2 separate regions of the Triticum aestivum genome follow, and region 2 is linked to region 1. The links are chromatin contacts, called in public Hi-C maps. All regions are on one chromosome and are shown on one strand. The core of a region is the stretch at or near the end of the contact, and the rest is flanking DNA. Distances in the headings are between cores, read along the strand shown. Region 1 has its middle 130 kb from the start of LOC123111858. Region 2 holds the start of LOC123111858 (nucleobase-ascorbate transporter 6).

Evidence for each region. Hi-C and Micro-C count contacts between places; a contact is called where the count stands out from the background.
Region 2: a contact with region 1 is called in a Hi-C map of leaf, with 2.7 times the contacts expected there. The contact joins the promoter of LOC123111858 here to the enhancer-like site in region 1. A contact is called at or near these places in 2 of 5 Hi-C or Micro-C datasets (both in leaf).

What each region holds. Positions count from the first base shown.
Region 1 is chr5B:360,513,556-360,518,385 of IWGSC CS RefSeq v2.1, forward strand. No RefSeq gene overlaps it. Among protein-coding and RNA genes, the nearest start is that of LOC123111858, 130 kb to the right of the region's middle. Within about 2 kb of position 1,441, at least 2 of the 8 cell types and tissues checked have an H3K27ac peak or open chromatin away from gene starts, as enhancers often do. A contact at or near this core is called in leaf, where this site is marked.
Region 2 is chr5B:360,647,062-360,652,159 of IWGSC CS RefSeq v2.1, forward strand. LOC123111858 (nucleobase-ascorbate transporter 6) reads left to right here and starts at 1,927. Exons shown (of 14, transcript XM_044532744.1): 1 at 1,927-2,694; 2 at 3,118-3,215; 3 at 3,389-3,565; 4 at 3,654-3,754; 5 at 3,866-3,941; 6 at 4,031-4,090; 7 at 4,191-4,375; 8 at 4,468-4,564; 9 at 4,652-4,738; 10 at 4,835-4,893; 11 at 4,987-5,078. The coding sequence starts at 2,592.

The DNA of each region.
Region 1 (4,830 bases), core at 191-2,690:
GGTAACGAATCCTCCCAAAAAAAATTCAAGACCAGAAAAGAGCACATGGCACTATCATCCACACTTAAATGGCACTATACAAAGCACTACTTACTGAAAAATTAACTGAGATGACATGGCAATATCATCCACACTTAAATGGCACATATCCGGTTTATACAAAGCACATATCCAGAAACTGAAAGTGCCATTTTTTGTTAAAACATTTAGCTAGTGACCTTCTATGCACAAGTCAGAAATCTCCTGTCACTATCCACTTATTCAAAGGCCACAACTTCTCACAGATGCCTAGGTGCTCACATCTAGCAGTAAGATCTGTAGCCAGGTCTCTCTATTTCGAGCAGAAAATGATGGCGTGTGGCTAAAACAAAACAAATCGGTCCGCTTAGTAAAATTCTCCATTTACACTAACCCTAACTGCTTGGATAGAGGACAAACTCACCTGGCTGAAATCGCGGTCCGACGAGGAGCTGGACAGATCGTCCCAGGAAACCATGCGGCGAGCTGGACGGCGGCAGCGAGCTTGACAACAGCGGAGAGGAGGAGAGCTGCGAGCTGGAACAGAGTAGGGGAAGGGGACGACCAGATTCGAACAAAACAGTTAGATAAATTTAATTCAGATGGGTGTACTGCGGATTGAATTGACAAAACGTTAGGGGATATATGCAAAATCTCCTTGGCTGTCTTTGATTGGCTCTGGACTAAATTTACGCGTTATGTGCAAGTTCTAAGATGATGAAGTAAACTTTTACAAGTTTTATGACTAAACCACCAATCTAAGATGATGAAGTTCATGACGAAACCACCACGTATTGAACAAGTTCTATGCCCTTCGGCGCAGGCGCTGCACGAGGTCCCCCGCAGATATTCTTGGCGCGGCTCGTGGGCCGAGAGACCGATAGACCGATCCAATCCCCGATCTTTTCCCCGCCTTTTGACGTCGGAGTCTGGCAGGGTTCCCGCCTCAAAAGGGACGCCATCGTCCACTTGTGCCTCTTGGCCGCCGCGCCGCTGTTCCCTGCCCCGAAAGCGCGGCAACTGTTGCTATACTCGCACTCTCATGTACGACGAACGGACTGTTAGCTGAATGGATGAACCCACGGAGCAGGTGAATCCTACCGGCTGAGACGGGACGGGGGCCTTTCACCGACGATCGACGCCACAGGTTTCCGGACACTGATCAAGTTCCAGATGAGACGCGCGTGACGTGGTCTACCACCAGAAGCTGCGAGTAATCTAGCGTGACTATCGCGACCTCCCGGCGTCCGGACGCAAGTCAAAGCGGCGACGTGTCTCCCCTACACGAAACTCTGCGTGCTGGTGCCACGTTTCCGTGTTGGTTTCTTGGAGCCACCGCAAGGGATCGATCAGTCGAGAAGGGTGGTGGAGCAGGATAAGCGTAGCCGCTTAGGGCGGTTGTTGGTGAGGTGAGGTGACGGCGAGGCACGCTCGCGTCGGCGAAAGCCGACACGAAAACGACGCGCGCCTTCAGCCGATCACTACACCGGACGCGCGCGGCTGCTAGTTTTATACTCCCTCCGTAAACTAATATAAGAGCATTTAGATTATTATTTTAGTGATCTAAACGCTCTTATATCAGTTTACAGAGGGAGTACTAGTCTCGATCAATCAGTGGCAGCGGCGTGTTCTCTCTGCTCCTCTTAATCTTGTGCATCACACTCCGGACCGAATCTATGCGCGCGCGACTTGTTACTTACTGGAAAGACAGGCAAGGCATGTTCATAGACAGCGACAAGTTCGTACACATCCGTTGGTTTTCATGCCCCAAACTCCTCTGTTTATAATTGGTAAACAAACCGACTAGGTCAGGTTCATGGATTTCACCACGATCGACCTCACTTAACTGTCTAGTGGGCCGGTGTGTGTGTGCGTGTGTGGATTGGAGATAGATAAATAAACACGGGAATGCGTCGTCGCATTCCGGTGGCGGGGACACGTAGTAGATTGAGCGGAGATTTTGGGCGAGGCAGTCCGTACACGTCTAGGGTAAAACCCAGGTGGTCTGAGCGTCAGATTCAGGGCTAGTGGTTTGGATGGGATGATCGGCCACTGTCAATCAGTCTTAGCATTCAGTGTGCAGGTAAGAAAAGAGAGGCCAGGTTGCCATCCGTGAAGCCGTCATGGTCGCTCGAATGAATGATTTGGCCGATGAGCCAATCAACTGCTAGTACATACCACAAGGCTCATTCATGACAGGAAAACTGCATGATTGCACCGCCCCTTGAGCCTTGGCTCGCAAGGGCACAACAGCCAGCTGCTGATTGATCGATCCTGGCAAGATAGCTTGTTCTCATAGGAAGGAGATGGTAGTATCTACCAGCCTCGTCAATCAATCCAGATACTGCTGATTGATTAGGTGGTGGTGCACCATAACCTTTTTCTGCACTTTTTCCCTTTCGTCTTCCTTTTTGCTGGTATGGGCAAAAGTTGGACTTGGGAATTGGAATTATACAGGGGCGTCCAGCAATGATTTGGTTAAGGATTCGGAGCAAATGATGGGCTTTCTCCGAGTGACCACCTATATATACATCTGCCTTATGGCAAAGGTCACACTTGAGTGTCAATTATGAAAGAGAATCGTTTGACTATCTTGTTGCCATCGAAATCCTTTCTTCGGGTTAATCTAGTCACTCGCACTTTGTAAGGTCTCTTTGGGTTTTAGATAGTGAGAAACGTAGGAATAGAAAAGATGCAGGATTGAGATGTCATGTCGTATAAATTACTACTCTCTTTGTTCCATAATGTAAGATGTTTTTGACACTAAATTAGAGTTAAAACAAATCTTACATTATGAAACGGATGAAGTATAAGATTACAAGATGTTACTAATACACAAAAATTCTAAGTGGATGTCATTGAATGGTGCACATAAAATGGACACGTGAATGTACATGAGAGAGAGAGAGTCCGTGAGGGAGAGCGCGCGCATTGGACTTCATAAAAGAAAAGAAATAAAATAAGCAGTCGGGCATCTCAAACTGTCCTCAAATATCCGGGCAGACCGACCGATAAAAAAACGACTCAGTCAGGCATCTCAAAGCAGCCTTAAACATCTGGCCTGTCCGGTGCCCCACGTATCCAACCAAATATAGCGCGGCCCGACCGCGTCCATCACGCCTAGTCCGGCCTACCCGGGGCCACCCCTGTCCCCACAAATATCCCCATCCGGAAAACCTTAGACCGAAGTCAATCCGTCCGTCCAATCCACTCCCTTCTCCGTCCACTCCACTCCCAATCTCCTCTAGTCTGATTCGAAAGCCGGCGACGGCAAAAACACTTGCTCCGGTGGCAAATCCGGCGGCTCCGATGACTAGTCGAGGCTGTTGCGCGACATGGAGCCGGACGATGTGGATGAGGTTGCCCTCCGCATCAAGTTGAGGCGGTCGTGGTTCGACCAAGGCGACAGCTCCTGTTCTGCAGCGCCCGTCGACGTCGCGCCAACGACGTGGCCGTCCTATCCCGCCCGTCGCGCAACTCCGCCTGTTGCGCACTCGCGCCCGTGCTGGTATGTCACCCACCATCACCAATGCGAGTTGAATCTCGTCCGAAAGTGGTACCCGGGCATCTATGGAATGTCGTCCTTAAGTGGTAACCGCCGCAAGAATGCTAAGGTGCTCTGGCTCACAGCGAGCTGTCAGAGTGCGAGGCAAACAAGGAGCTGGTGGCCAAGGCAAAGGCGACCGCCATACGGAGGAGCAGGATTGCTGGCTCCAGCGGCAATTCTGGTGGATCCGATGACTGGTCGAGCCTGCTGTGTGACGCGGTGCCAGACAATGTGGTGGAGGTTGCCATTCGCATGACATTGAGGCGGTCGCGGCTCGACCAAGGGGGCAGCTCCTGTTCCACAGCACTTGTTGCCTATCGACGCAGCGCCGGCAGCATCGTCGTCCCGTCCAGCTCGTCGCGCAGCTTCGACCATTCCTCGCTGGCGCTTGTGTAGGTACGCCACCCACCTCCACTAATGCGGGTTGAATCTTGTAGGTGCATCTAGTGCCCCCTTAGTGGTTCTGGAGTATTGAAGACAAATGGATTAAGGGACTAATGTATTTGTGAGTGTACACATGAGTTATACTCCCTGAAGATTTGGTTTAACCGACGAAAGACGGCCCCTAAAAATGTATTTTTACAAGTGAAGTATTTAGTGCGGCCTTTTGAAGATTTTGAAGTGAAGAACTGGAAGAATGCTAAGGTGCTCTGGCTCACAGCGAGCTGTCGGAGTGCGAGGCAAACAAGGAGCTGGTGGCCAAGGCGAAGACGGCCACCATACGGAGGAGCAGGATCGCTGGCTCCGGCGGCAATTCTGGTGGCTCCGACGAATGGTCAAGTCTGCTGTGTGACGCGGTGCCAGATGATGTGGTGGAGGTTGCCATTCGCATCACTTTGAGGCGGTCGCGGCTAGACCAAGGGGGCAGCTCATGTTCCGCAGCGCTTGTTGCCTATCGATGCAACGCCGGCAGCATCGTCGTCCCGTCCAGCTCGTCGCGCAGCTCCGACCATTCCTCGCTGGCGCTTGTGTAGGTACGCCACCCACCTCCACTAATGCAGGTTGAATCTTGTAGGTGCATCTAGTGCCCCTTAGTGGTTCTGGAGTATTGAAGACAAATGGATTAAGGGACTAATGTATTTGTGAGTGTACACATGAGTTATAGTCCTTGAAGATTTGGTTTAACCGACGAAAGACGACCCCTAAAAATGCATTTCTACAAGTGAAGTATTTAGTGCGGCCTTTTGAAGATTTTGAAGTGAAGAACTGGAAGCTTGAAGACTTTTGTTGTTTTAGTTTCTTTCTTCTTAGTTCAGTCATAGGAA
Region 2 (5,098 bases), core at 677-3,176, 130 kb after region 1:
TGGTGGTTCTCTTTCGCTTAGCTGCCGTTGATGGGCCTACCGTTGGACCCTGAACATTCGTTGCTTTTGACTCGTCGGCCCATAAAGGTATCCGCATCTCTGTCTCTGTTGCCAGTGGGCTGAGCGAAATCTTCGACAGACCGCATTGCCCTGTGAATAGAGAGATGCGAGGGGGAAATGGGGATAGGGTTGTGAATGTGTTCAACATGAGTTTTGAAAGAAAACCATTTTGATCTGAATATATAGATGCAGTTTTTGAGAAAAGTTTTGGGCCAATAAAATCTGTTAGAATTGAACTAGTATCTCCAAACAGATTTACTAGATAACGAGCTAATCATTCCATTCGAACGAGACATAACTCAAACCCTAGATCTAGAAATGAGATGCAAGGGAATCTACAGACCGCATCAAAACAATTTACCTAGCGATTGAACTCGAACGAGACAGAGAGGAGGCTTGAGTTCATGTTGCACGTACCATAACTTGGTGACCCGCAGTGACTACGGCGGCCCGACGAAGGAAATGTGCCGCCGCGGCGTGTGATGGCTCCGACGATCCCTCTCCAGCAGCGTAGCAACGAAGGTGGTCGGTGTCGTCGAGCTCGAGGTGGATCTCTACGGGTGAGGGTTTCAGTGGGAAGAAGCAGTGGAGACGACGAATGACGAAGGGGGCGGTTGCGCGTATATTTATATGCGAGGGAAATAACCGCAGCCGACTGGATCAGATCGGACGGTCCATAGCGCAAGCCCTTTGGGACTCAATGGGTAGGATAAAGCGGCGATGTACGACAGCACGTGGCAACCACTAAGATGACGTGGTCCTAAATGGTTCTTTTAGGAGCAAGTTCTTTATCATGGACAAGGACACCAATAAAGAATCGAATCCAGATGAATTTGCACATTCACATCGGATCAACAAAGATTTAGGCGAAACCCTACCCCGGAGTCCTTGGCGGTAGGTGGTTAAACCCTCCCGCCAACAGGTCTGAAGGTAGGAAAATGGTCGGATCTCAAAATTTTTGCAAAGCGGGGCCAGATTGTGCTTAAGTTAACAAAATGGATCAAAACAGTGATTTCGGCGCTTGGTGGATTGCAATTTTGATCTTTGGGCTGTGTGGATTGACAGATAGGGGGAATGGGCTATGCCGTGCTGAAGATGCCCTAACCATACTCTGATGACCAGAACCTTAACCATAATGGATGACCAGAATGCTTGGATGCTGGAACCAGCTGTTTGTGCTGACCAAACAAACATCCTAGCATCGATAGGTAGACAGACTGAAGCAGAACTGTCCGAGGCTGCTTTCTGGATATGCGGCCAATTGGTCAGCCGCGCACGCACTATTATATTCGGCGCAGAATGTCCTGCCTCTACTCACTCCATAGTACTTACTACTGGTAGTGTACTTTGTCAAATGCACATTGCTAGCCGCCACTGACAAAAATTCCGTTTAGCCAGCTTATGTCAAGCCAAGATTTGAGGCACTTCTGATTACCAGGTAACATGGTCCTGAACCTCGTTGGCGCCTGTCCCTGATGAATCTTCCGCTGAAGCCCTAGCGCTCAGGGCTCTGCTTGCAGCAGACAACCAACCTATCATGCCCGTCTCTCTAGCCAGAGGAGAATAAATTCCCTCAACAACCATCCCCCTTTTAATTTCCGAGAAATTTGCCCAGGCTCACTCTTTAACTCCTCCGCATTTATCCACTCCTATATACACACAAAAATACAAACTGCCGATTAATAGCGCAAGCAGACCAATCGCGGTCAAAAGGAAATCTGCGCCTTGTGTCAGCGCTGCTGGCTCAGTTTCAGTAACGGTTACGGACGGAGCGTCAAACCCAAACCCCCGAGCAGTTGAGAGCTGAGACTACGCCGCGTGGGAGGCGTCCCGGAGGCAGCACGGCACGGCAGCGGTGAGGCAGAGGAAACAGCGAGAATCGGAGGGAGAGTGGAAAGCCGCCGAGGGAAAAGGCTCGCTGGCCAGGCCAGCTCGCTCGCTTGCAAAAGGCGCCGTTTTTAAAGCGGAAAGGGAGGAGGCAAGGAGAGCAGTCCTTCTCGCCCTCTGCCCCCGCTCGCCTCTCTGCCACCTCCTTTCTGCCGCCCAAAAGAGAGAGGAAGTTTTCGCCTCGGGATGCCGCTGGCTGCCTTTCCGCTGCTAGTCTAGTCCCTTCCTGCGAGTAGCCTCCTCCCTCTCCAGCGAGCTTCTCTTCTCTTCTCTTCCCTTTCCTTGCAGCGAGGGAGAAGGGAGGAGGAAGAGAGCGTGCGCGGGGGAGCGTAAGGTGGCTTTCTGGGGGGATAGATTCCATTCCTCTCCTTGGAGGAGGAGGAGGAGGAGAAGTAGTAGTGGGGAATTGGGTAGCTAGGCCAGATCAATTGCTTTCTCTCGATTCTCTGCGCCTTTTCTCCAACTTTACTCTCCCCCGTGGTTGGTTGGTTGGTTGTTCCTTGCTTGCGAGGGGGTTCTCGGTTCTTGGCAGAAAAGAACGACAGATCAGTCGGTCAGTCAGTCCAGTCCCCTGTTCCTGTGCGAGTGGCGAGTGAAGTGACGGGCGTGGTTTCTTGGGAGTTTGGAGCCGGAGGAAGAAGAAGATGGCAGCCGCGCCGCCGCCCAAGGCCGACGAGCTGCAGCCGCATCCGCCCAAGGAGCAGCTGCCCAGCGTCTCCTTCTGTATCACCAGTCCGCCGCCATGGCGTACGTGCTCTCTGCTCTGCTTCACCCTTTTGATTTTGCTCTTTAAAAGCTTCCCTCACTCCTCCGTGCTTGTCCCTTCACTGTCCTTAGTTTGTTTCTCGTACTACTTGCTGTTTCATGCATGCCCAGGCTTTTTCCCCCACTGCAAATATATGTGTGCTGATTACTGGAATGTTTTTGTTGTTGTCGGTGCACATCAGTCTCTACATATTTTCACTACAGAAAGTTTTTCATGTTTTTTATTGGACACAAATTCTTTTGCTTAACCAGTCTGGAAGATTCGCTGATCTTGAATTTATTTATAATGAAAAGGCCTTTCAGTTGCACATCTTTTTATGCAATTCATATACTAGTAGTACTACTCATATCAAATGGTGTACTGTATGTTTGATGTTTCTCTTGTGCCTGTAATCTTGTACGCAGCCGAGGCCGTGATTCTAGGATTTCAGCATTTCATAGTCATGCTGGGCACCACCGTCATCATACCAAGCGCGCTTGTTCCTCAAATGGGAGGTGGAAATGTGAGCCCTCATCAACTCTTTATTTATTGATTCTCTACCAAATGTCCTCTGTTTATTCACTTACTTGACACACGACGAATTCGATATCTCTGAATAAGTACTACTAAGCTCTCACTGAATTTGCCGTACATATAAACATGATGATGGACAGTCACTGAATAAATTTCTGTCAGGAGGAGAAAGCTCGGGTAATCCAGACGCTCTTGTTCGTCGCCGGCATAAACACCTTACTGCAAACCTTCTTCGGGTCTCGCCTCCCCGTCGTGATGGGCGGCTCCTACACCTTCGTCGCGCCGACCATCTCCATCATCTTGGCTGGACGCTATGACAATGAGACGGACCCTCACGAGGTACTTCTTACTGCCCACAGACTGGCTATTTCATTAATCTACGCGTTCGCACAGGAAAAGCTAATGGGTTTGTGTTGTTGTCCTCAAGAAATTCCTACGGACGATGAGGGGGACACAAGGCGCTCTCATCATCGCCTCCACGATTCAGATCATCCTTGGCTTCAGCGGCCTCTGGCGCAATGTTGTCAAGTTAGTCCCATTTTCAGCCTTTCTTCGTCGAACTATAGTACTCCCTGTAGCGTTTCAGGTTGTGCAGTTAAGAGTTGAGTTAACTAACTATCCTGTATGATTTATTTGCAGATTGCTGAGCCCATTATCTGCAGTTCCTCTTGTTTCACTTGTCGGGTTTGGGCTTTATGAACTCGGCTTTCCAGCGGTTAGTTTTGCTCCATCACTTGCACTTTTTCCCCTGCTTCTAGAATCTTCTTGGAAGAGTGAACAGAAGGTATTCATGATCAAATACAGGTAGCCAAGTGCGTGGAAATTGGTCTGCCAGAACTCATCCTAATGGTCGCGTTTTCTCAGGTATCACAACATTTTACGAAGTTCTGATTGATCAGATCAATGTTTTCAAATGGTTTTGAATGAGGTAATGATATACTGACCATGTTTGTTTGCTGCACAGTATTTGCCTCATGTGTTGCATTCTGGAAAGGGTGTCTTTGGCCGGTTTTCTGTTCTTTTCACCGTGTCAATCGTGTGGCTCTACGCATACATCCTCACAATCAGTGGCGCCTACAAGAACGCCAAGTTGAAGACGCAGGCGCATTGCCGCGTCGATCGTTCAGGGCTTATCGGAGGAGCTCCATGGTAGGGTCCCAGGAAACCATGTTTTATTATAATAATGCATTGTAATTCTGATGGCATTCGTAACGAAGGTGCTGCCTGAAATCTGGCTGCAGGATAAGTGTTCCGTATCCGTTTCAGTGGGGGGCTCCTACATTCGATGCTGGAGAATGTTTTGCAATGATGATGACTTCATTCATTGCCATTGTAGAGGTTTGTTTGCAATATTTACCCTAGAATAGGAAACAGATGCTATACATTCAGTCATACTAATAAGATGGTAATGTCTTGACTTGCCAGTCGACTGGAGCCTTCATTGCTGCTTCAAGGTATGCAAGTGCGACGATGATACCTCCGTCGATCGTCAGTCGGGGAATTGGTTGGCAGGTAAATGAACCATTTATTGTACAGTGGAGTTTGTCTAATCTTATTTTACTTGGTAGGCAATAATGCATGCTGATCGCAATGAAACGTCACTTTCAGGGCATCGGTATCTTGCTTGATTCGTTCTTTGGGACAGCCAATGGAACCTCAGTTGCAGTGTAAGTATATGTTTGGGGATAGTACAAGTGGCATTACTTGACTGAACAGCCAATGGAGTACTTGATTATCTCTGTGAACTTTTGTATTTGCAGGGAGAATGTTGGTTTACTTGCTGTGACACATGTTGGCAGCAGGAGAGTGGTGCAAATATCTGCCGGCTTCATGATTTTCTTTGCTGTCCTAGGTAATGCCACTATATATCTC